3 separate regions of the Hordeum vulgare genome follow, and regions 2 and 3 are each linked to region 1. Evidence: chromatin contacts called from public Hi-C data. All regions are on one chromosome and are shown on one strand. The core of a region is the stretch at or near the end of the contact, and the rest is flanking DNA. Distances in the headings are between cores, read along the strand shown.

What was found. A called contact is a pair of places that touch in the nucleus more often than the background predicts.
Region 2: a contact with region 1 is called in a Hi-C map of seedling, with 7 times the contacts expected there. The contact joins the promoter of LOC123427095 here to the promoter of LOC123427092 in region 1. A contact is called at or near these places in 3 of 6 Hi-C or Micro-C datasets (leaf and seedling) and 1 of 1 datasets of contacts at active chromatin or transcription factors (embryo).
Region 3: a Hi-C map of seedling shows a contact between it and region 1, with 2.6 times the contacts expected there. The contact joins the enhancer-like site here to the promoter of LOC123427092 in region 1. A contact is called at or near these places in 2 of 6 Hi-C or Micro-C datasets (leaf and seedling).

Annotation. Positions count from the first base shown.
Region 1 is chr2H:538,888,548-538,891,533 of MorexV3_pseudomolecules_assembly, forward strand. LOC123427092 reads left to right here and starts at 1,590. Exons shown (of 4, transcript XM_045111046.1): 1 at 1,590-1,978.
Region 2 is chr2H:539,183,728-539,186,713 of MorexV3_pseudomolecules_assembly, forward strand. LOC123427095 (B-box zinc finger protein 24-like) reads left to right here and starts at 1,437. Exons shown (of 2, transcript XM_045111051.1): 1 at 1,437-2,253; 2 at 2,357-2,978. The coding sequence starts at 1,753. The coding sequence ends at 2,611.
Region 3 is chr2H:539,243,660-539,247,026 of MorexV3_pseudomolecules_assembly, forward strand. LOC123427096 (eIF-2-alpha kinase GCN2) reads right to left here. Exons shown (of 31, transcript XR_006622364.1): 29 at 3,071-3,311; 30 at 2,689-2,983; 31 at 2,434-2,593. Among protein-coding and RNA genes, the nearest start is that of TRNAL-UAA, 3.9 kb to the left of the region's middle. Within about 2 kb of position 1,837, at least 3 of the 3 cell types and tissues checked have open chromatin away from gene starts, as enhancers often do. A contact at or near this core is called in leaf and seedling, where this site is marked.

The DNA.
Region 1 (2,986 bases), core at 340-2,839:
ATAGCCTTGGCGAAAGGGCACATAACCCCTTGTAGGATTTGCGGGAGCAACTAAGGAAGTAGTAGCCCTCGGCAGCCAGCGCAAGGGTCATCTGGGATGGGCCGAGAGCCTGTCACTTGGCATGTTTTAAGCTGCCATCACGTATTGTGTTTTGAGTGCTTCCTCTGATTTTTTTCAAGTGTTTTCTTCTTTTTAGATGGTTTTTTAATGATTTTTTGACTTTTCGGTCTCCCCCGGTCTTACTTCGGTTTTGAAAGAAAAATGATACGTTTGCACGAAATACACGTTTTCTTTTAAATTTCTTTCACGAAATACACGGATTTGCTTGCATGACAGGCACAGTTGTGTCTCTTGGAAGCGAAAGGAAATATCTTTTCATATTTTCTTCCGCGAGAGTTATGGATTTGCTTTCGTGAGAAGGATACTCATGCCTCTCGAAATCGAAAAGAACACATTTTTCCTTCCATGTAAGGCACGAATTTGTTCCGCGAGATGCGCAGTTATGCCTTGTGAAAACGAAAAAGAACATATATTTTTTCCTTTGCGAAAGGCATCGATTTGCTTTGGTGAGAGACACAGTTGTTCCATTTGGAAACGAGAAAAATATCTTTTTTTACTTCCGCGAGAGACATGCATTTACTTCTTGTGGAGGCATAAATTTGCTTCCGCGAGTCATGCCTTTTTTGAAAAGGAAAAAAACATGCTTCCGGTTTGATTTTTTCGTCCGGTTTTGTCTGTGAAAAATAATTTTCATCAAAATATATTAGAATAGGATCTACGTTTAGAATTCTAACATGAAAACGGTTTAAAATTTAGACGCACGGTTTAAAAGATATATATTTTTGAATAAATAAATCTACAAAAAGGAAAAACTCTCAAGTCGCAATAAATGATACACATGCAGTGCATCATTTGTCATGATCTGAAAAGATGGAATTGATATTTACAAAAAGTGCTCTTTAATTAGTGATTCGGAGGATTTGCCAAGTCTAAAACAAACTTTCAAAAAGCACCGTGGGATATTTTTGGGCCTGTTGGCGTGAAGTAGGCCCAGAAGTAACCAACCAGCCCAAACGGGCTACATGGTAGAGTACTCGACAGGAAGTCTTATATGACGCCTTCAGCGCCGGTTAGAGGAACAGGCGCCTGTTGCGCTCCTCCTCGTGGGCCGGCCCATGTAAAATGCGTCGGCTACTAAAAAATCAAAAAAAGTTCACAGTATTTCAAAAAGTTTAAATTTGCGAAAAAATTAAATAATTATGAAAACAAGTTCACCTATTTTTGAAATATGTTCATGGATTTTCAAAAAGTTCACATAATTCGAAAAACATTCATTAATTTTTAAAAACAGTTCACTGATTTTGAAAAAAGTTCAGAGATTTGAAATTATGTTTATAGATTTTTTAAAAATTTCACCGATTTAAAAAAATTCATCAATTTCAGAAAAAGTTCACGGGTTAAAAAAAGTTCATGACGGATATCTAGATGGGCCGGCCCATTCCGAAGCGCTGCGGGCGCCGGTTAGCTAATTTTGCCTGTAACCGGCGCCTGTGGCGCTAAATAGGGTTTCCCTACTCCACTGTACAGTACGGTTGTACGAAAAGGTTCCGCTATGCAGCCGAAAAAAACGACGACGCAATCCAATCCTTCCTCTCCCCACCCCGCCTCCCCTCCGCAGTCCCCGCTCACCGCCGACCGGGGAGCTTGTCGCGGCGCGGCGCGGCACGGCGGAGCCAAGCTCTACTCCTCCTCCCGTACCTTTCTTTCCTCTCCCTCCCGAGTCCGCCCGACCTACTGACGCGGCTCTGAATCTCTCATATAGCATATACCACAGGCTACAGCTGACGCCTCGATCCCGCCCCCGCCCCCGCCCCCGCCCCCGCCCCCAGACGACCCGCCGTCACCGTTCTTCCTCGCCGGGACGTCGCGTTCCGGCCTTATCCACCCCGTCCGCAGTCTTTGGCCATTGGGTTTTGAGGTATGAGGTTTCACCCTCCACTCCAGCGATTAGATTAATCCTGCTGACCTTCACAATTTTCGGGTGTCTTTGCGCACCCGGCACACCATCTAGATCTGTCCCCTGGCTATCCACCTACGAGCTGTACCTGTACGTAGTACGTTTTTTGCTTTGCCCGTGACATGATTTTCTGCTTGTTGGGTGCGTTTTAAGTTTACCAGGATTCATGTTCAAGAGTATCGGGAATGCGTACAAGGGTAGAATGCTGCACTTCAGCCTACATTGGTGTTCAAGTGTGGTTTCATGACGGTTGGCTGTTGCATTTGTACTTAGATTTTGGGGTAGTTTTGTGGCAGGCTTGGAATTCCTATAAAGCATATTTTAGGTGGGGCTCATAGGATTCACCTAGGGATGCAAATGGTGCAACAAACGGTGCTCACAAGTCCTGTTTAGTTAGCTCGATAATTCATTTTCCCCGGGAAAAAAAACTTTATTGAACTGTTAGACTGATAAGTGGGCTTAAACGGGGCTGGTTTACATCCCTAGTTTCACCTGATTTCCATCACTATCCTCTGTGATCATCCGGAATATTGCTCTACCTAGAAATTCTTTTTTCTTCTGCCGAAAATTCTTTCACACGGACTCAGTTCATTGTTTGGAAAGCTGTTGACAGCATACATGTTTTTTTTTTTTTGATAAAGGGCATTTCATTGAATTGAGATATCGAGTTGATACAATCGCATCGCAAAAAAAACCCGGCCTCTGCATAACTTGATGCACGCAGCCAACGCAGACCCGAAAGAAGTGAAAAGTACCAACAGAAAAGGTAACTAAAAAATGTGGTCTAGCAGCCTAAGATGTAGCAGATCCTATCCGAAGGTCAGACCGCCATCCATGGGTGTAGAAAACCTCCATGGCCGTACGCTCCAGCCGTATAGACGCCATCATAAAAAGGTCCCTGTCTTCCGGCTTCTGCAGGATAGACCAAGTACGGAGCCATCGCGAACATGTATGAATAACCTCCACAGG
Region 2 (2,986 bases), core at 187-2,686, 300 kb after region 1:
TCCATGTAGTGGAGACAAGGGCCACCCAACATCCTGCATACGTACCACTTGCCTCAAGTGGAGTATGTATTTCGGTGCGAAGCTCACAGACCTCGCTCGGCATGACATGGTTCTCGTCTTCTCGACTTCTCCGCTCGTCACGCGCCGGGTCCAATTTACATACAGCCTGTCCGTGCGGACGTCTGCGAGGCTGTGGCTGAAGCTTCCCAGCGTCAACCTCTGTTCATCAATGCGGCAAAGACGGGTGACATGTTGAGCGGAGCCATCAAATCCACCGCAGAATCCCAAATTCACCATAATTCGAGAATTCAGCTGATCAGTGTGTTGCTCAATGGTCCAAGCGTTTCAAGAAATTTGGTCCAAAAAGTGATCCTGCATGTAAAAATGAGCACCATGAGCTATGAACGGCGCAGAGGAACTCACCGGTCGGAGGGCCGGGCCTTCGGTGTGAACGCGAATCTGTCGTTCTGTGCGCTCACATTCATAATTTACTCGAGTGCTCCAAAAAAAATACTGTATTATAAAAAAAAACATGGAAGCATGAGGAAGATAGAAGAGCGCTTCTTTCATGGCTCGGATGCGTTGTGCGCCTTTTCGGTTGCTCCAGCAGAGCGCTCCCGCGCAAGGGTGTTTGGTGGCCTACCCTAACATGCAGGATGTCCTTGGGTTACGTCCATGACGCCCCTTGAAAACGAACTGTACGTGAAGCTTAGGCGCGTGTTTGGTGTTGGATGCACGTTCGGCGCAGACGTGACACATCACGCCTCACCTTCTTCCCTGGCCCCAAAATATCGTCTCCAAATGTGGCTGGGTTTGCAACCTCCGACGCCGTCAGGTTCTCGAGTGAGAGACAGGTGTCGACAACTCAAACGGTGTCCGCTGAGGAATATCGGCGTCCCGTCCGCCGGATGCAAACAGCGACCATCAGTCAGTCAGGCTCCCGTGAGCTCTGGACGCCCTTCGCATCCGTGCCGTGTTGAGTAGCGGCGATCGTCGTCCACCGAGGAACGGAACGCATATTTGGTCCGTCGTAGACCTCTGGTAAAAAAGACCCGGGATCGCCTCATGGTACGAACCTGCGATGAACAGGTGAGATTTCCCCCAAGCAAACGCTGCACCGACTTAAATCTTAAATGGCCCGTTGAGGTGGTTGTCACAGTGCGCCTATGACCTGCGTTCCTTTTTCTTTTTTTTTTTGCGGGGGACCTCCGTTCCTGTTTGTGCTCATGCCTCACGTCCGTCCTCTGAGCGTACGCAGCACGGCTTTTCCTACAAGCCGCTCGATCGATCGTACTACGAGAGCACACCTAACAGTCGATTATCACCAACGTACGACAAAGCAATTTACACCGGTGCATGATGCGCGACGTGACGCTAGCGTCTCCCCTCGTTAGAAAGATCTCCCCCACACATCACAGTCCGAGTCCTACACTACTTTGCACGCCGCGAGTCCGCAAAATCAAATTCCCGGCCGCGGCGAGCGCTCCCTGCCAGAGCGCGAGCGAGCGAGAGACACTAGTCATCAGGGACCAGCCGTCGCCTAACCGCAGAGGCCCTCTCGTCCACAGGAAGCTCCCGCGTGTGCACGTCGCCGCGATTTATACGCCGCTCGTTTCTCGCCGTCGCCCCTCCACTCCCATCTCCCATCATTTCTCTAGCGGCAGCTAGTCGACGCACGTGAAGCCTGAGCTTAGCTTGAGCCGTAGAGCGAGCGACCGGAGCCGACAAGCAAGAAAGCGCGGGAAGGCAGCCATGAGGATCCAGTGCGACGCGTGCGAGGGCGCGGCGGCGACGGTGGTGTGCTGCGCGGACGAGGCGGCGCTGTGCGCGCGCTGCGACGTGCAGATCCACGCCGCCAACAAGCTGGCCAGCAAGCACCAGCGCCTCCCGCTCGAGGGCGCCGCCGCGGCGGCAGGGCTCCCGCGCTGCGACGTGTGCCAGGACAAGCCGGCCTTCGTCTTCTGCGTGGAGGACAGGGCGCTCTTCTGCCGCGACTGCGACGACTCCATCCACGTCCAGGGCACGCTCTCCGCCAACCACCAACGCTACATCGCCACCGGCATCCGCGTCGGCTTCAGCTCCGTCTGCAGCGCACACGCCGACAGCCACCCGCCGCCGCCGCCCTCCAAGCCCCCCAGGGCGGCGCCGGTCTCGGCCGCGGCGCAGGAGGTGCCGTCGTCGCCGTTCATGCCGTCGTCCGGCTGGGCCGTCGAGGACCTCCTGCAGTTCTCCGACTACGAGTCCAGCGACAAGGCAAGGAGCTAGGCAAATCACCTACTACTATTGTATCCCTGCCACCTCCATGGATACATCTCACCGTGCCTCCATGCGCTTCCTTTTCTGCCTGCTGTTGCAGAAGGGTTCTCCGTCTCCTCTCGGGTTCAAGGAGCTGGAGTGGTTCGCCGACATCGACCTGTTCCACGACGACCAGGCGCCGGCATCCAAGTGGGGCAGAACCGCGGTGGAGGTCCCCGAGCTCTTCGCCTCGCCGCCGCCGACGAGCAACGGGGGCTTCTACAAGACAGCCGGTGCGCGCCAGAGCAAGAAGGCGAGGGTGGAGCTGCCCGACGACGACGACGAGGACTACCTCATCGTTCCCGATCTTGGATGAGATATCTGAACTGAATGTATAGTTCGTATGTGTGATGTATTCCCTCCGTTCCAAAGTACTTGTCGTGTCTTAGTTCAAGTTTGTCCAAAATACCTGGTTTCAGTTCAAATTTGTACTAAAAGCACGACAAATATTTTGGAACGGATGAAGTATGAGTAAACTAGTGATATGTATGTGTGTATGTATGCAAAGGGATTCTGCAATCCTTTTGTGCCGATCGCTTGGTTGCCGTGGAACATATGAAGCTGCAGGGCGAATCGGGGAAATACTTTCACAAACGAGATGGGTTTATCAGTGTAATATACTTTGTACTGTACTACTTTTGAGGCTTATCAGTCTTCCAAATTTTTACTGTGATTTGATTTTACATTCAGC
Region 3 (3,367 bases), core at 587-3,086, 360 kb after region 1:
TGCTAAACAATGGGGTGCAGAACCTTGTAGAAGGATATTATATGTTGTGTGATCATGCATAATATGATCATGAAGGATGAAGGTGAAGATATTGCCGAAGGTATGAAATTTAAGAACATGGGTGATCCTAACCAACTTTCATGTCAAAATTCGGCCATGTTGGATGAATTCATCCAAATGCATTAACAAATTCGACATCGAGCAACTCATAAGATGTTCAATAAAGATTTGATTGCATATCTGTGTGATGTTAAAGAGGATAACTAGAGCATACATGTGAGTTGAAGTCAAGTTTGAACTATTTTATTTCAAAACTTGGTCGAATTGTACTCTCTTTGTCTCATAATATAAGAGCGTTTTGTTTAGCTTGCAAAATGATCTTACATTATAAGAAGGAGGGAGTAATACTTAAATTAAACATGTCCCAATTGAATATTATCATTAATCGAAGATTTGATATGCTACTATTCATCAAAGACGGGCGACCCGCTACCACTGTATCCCTGTCCATGAATGAGTCCGAACCGGTCCACGAACAAATACTATGTACGTTTTTTAAGGCCGGCGAGATTGGAGATGCCCTCATATATCTTCATGTTTTCATACTAAAAGACTTGCTGGCACGTACTACCCACTTACCATATACTTCCTCTGTTCCTAAATATAAGTCTTTCTAGAGATTTCACTAGTGGACTACATACGGATATATATAGACATACTTTAGTGTACATATTCACTCATTTTGCTTCGCATGTAGACGTCTAGTGAAATCTCTTAAAAGACTTATATTTAGGAACAGAGGGAGTACATATCTTTACCTAATAATAAAAAGGCTATCGCTTCCGTCGGAAAACCCACCAAGGTGATTTTACAAAAAAAGTCCTTCCTGTTTATGACATTAAACTCATAGTATATATTAAATGTTTTTTAAATACCCATATCTTTTAAACCGTAACTCCAAATTTAACATATTATATATGGAATTTGATTAAAAAATATGTAGAATTTAAATATGATATTATTTTATCTGTTAAACGTTTAATAAAAATACTATCTAGGATGCAATCTTAATAAATAAGTCATTATTCGTCTTTCTTTCATACCGGTACTCATCCGGGTTGGGGATGAACACGTCAACAAAATCAGGATTAGAGATGAAACTGAAGGTCACTTGACTGATTCTTTGTACGTATTAAATCTACATGCAAGTCGTGTTAAAATAGAAGACCTGTGAAATTTTGAACTGCATTTTTGTAGGATAAGACCATTTTTATTTGTGTCGTAACTATAAATTCTCAGATTATAGACCATTTTTTATAAATTAAGAGCGTGTGGTATTTCTTTCTCCCGTTGCAACGCATTGGCCCTTTTGCTAGTATACACAAATAAACGAAGAGAAGGAAAGGCTGCAAACATAAGGACAAACCACTTTCCATATTTCTCGTTAAACGCAGCGGCATACAGCAACATTTTGCAATAACGCGAACATCTTGTCACGTCTGATTGTCCGGTCCTGCTGAACAAGAGAAGAGGATATGCTGCCGCAGTGCCGCTGATACTAGTAGCAGCTTCTACGGTCTGGAGGCTGGAGACACCTGTTGGCATGCCAGGTGAGAAGCGAGAGCTCCCGAAAGGATACCGACGAAAAGGGTGGCCGGCCCTTGTCATCAAGTCGCATGCAAACGCGTTTTGGCAGGTAGTTGGTCTGCACTCCTCTTCATATTCAAGTTAACACAGGGAGAGAAAAGAAAGGCCAAGAAAACTACAGGTCAACCGAAACCGCGTGGAGCAAGCAGTCCCCACTGTACCGTCGGAGGCGGATCTCGGTCGTCGACCGTCGCCCGCGATCTCACCGTCGGATCGGACATCCACGGCAGATGTGCGTGCTTCCACACGTGCCGAACCGCCGACAGGCCGGCGCCCTCTAATTCCGCGGGTAGATGCACGAACTGCAGCTGGCTCGGCTCGGGCTTCACTGGATTGCAGCTCATCCGTGCCGCTGTATTATGGTTTATGGAGCCTGAATGAGTGGCACTCGACCGGAACTGACCTGTTGTTCGCGATGCGCGTGCATGGATTTGGTAGATTAATCCCCGTGCTAAGAATCGTTTGGACATGCTGGGTTAGCTTAATAGTGTAGGAGGAGACTTGGGAGGGCGATAGATTCTTTCTTGAATGGTGGCATTCCATGTGCATCGCGCAGTACATGGCGTGAATTTCCAGCGGGCAGGCGAGCAGTGCTCGTCTAGTGCGAATAAAGAACAAGAACTACTGGAATGGTCCTTGCAGTGGCTAGCTTTACCTAATCAATGCGGTGTTCAGTTTGACAAAGGGCTCAAACGGGAGGTGACAACCGCAAAGAGTAACGTCAACGTCACGACGCCGGCCTCTCATGCTGGGTTGGTACTTCGCACAGTGACGGAAACACTGGAGTTGAATCAAGTGATGCTCTTTCGCACTGTGCACAGATAACAGATTACATACATTCTACTTTGACCGGTATTGTAGCAAAACTGCATTGGCTTGTCTTCTCCAAGCTAAGCCAGTTGCAAAACTGGGCATTTCCTACGAGCATCAAAGAAGGAAAATTGGCCTGTACATGATCGTAAACAATTTGAACTATGCAAAAGACTGCCTTGTAGAAGAATTTGAAGCAAATTTTTTTGCAAAGGGCATAACTGGGTGAACCTGTAGCACAGCCGTTCCACTATCAACAAGAACGTTGTGCAGCATTCCAGCTCCATGATCACATCGCAGAAGTAACTCTGCACCAACTAGCTATCCACATAATAGCAGCCAAGATTGCCTTAAAACAGCTACCCGTCAGCTTGCATTCACCGCAATACTGCTCCAGGACAATCAGGATTACACCAAGCCATCAATCTTGGCCAATGCTCCAGGATAACCAAGATTGAACAAAGCCACCAGTCACCCTGCAATTTGGTGTAGGTGAAAATGTTTGGCAAGGCAACACTGCTTTCACCTGGAAGTTCAAAGAGAAAAATACCAGTAACCACAAACTGGTTCAGCTGCAGAAAAGGTGGAACTCGAGAACATAATGGAAACTAACCCGGCCATAGGAAAGATTATATCCAGGACAGGTCTTTTTCGTCATATCCAGGATAGGTAGATAAAAAGTCTGATATTGATCGACCATTTGGAATAGCAAACCTGAAATTCACTTAGGAGCAGACTGCCAATCAGCTCCAGATTGTAGGATTTTTGAACTGTAAAGATATTGCTTCAGACAGGAACTTCACAATTTCTTCCTTTTCAACATCTTTCTCCTTTCTTGCATCGAGATGTCTAACCTGAACCGAAGATAATAAAAGCATAGAAACATTAGTAATTTCCTGAACCAAGTGCA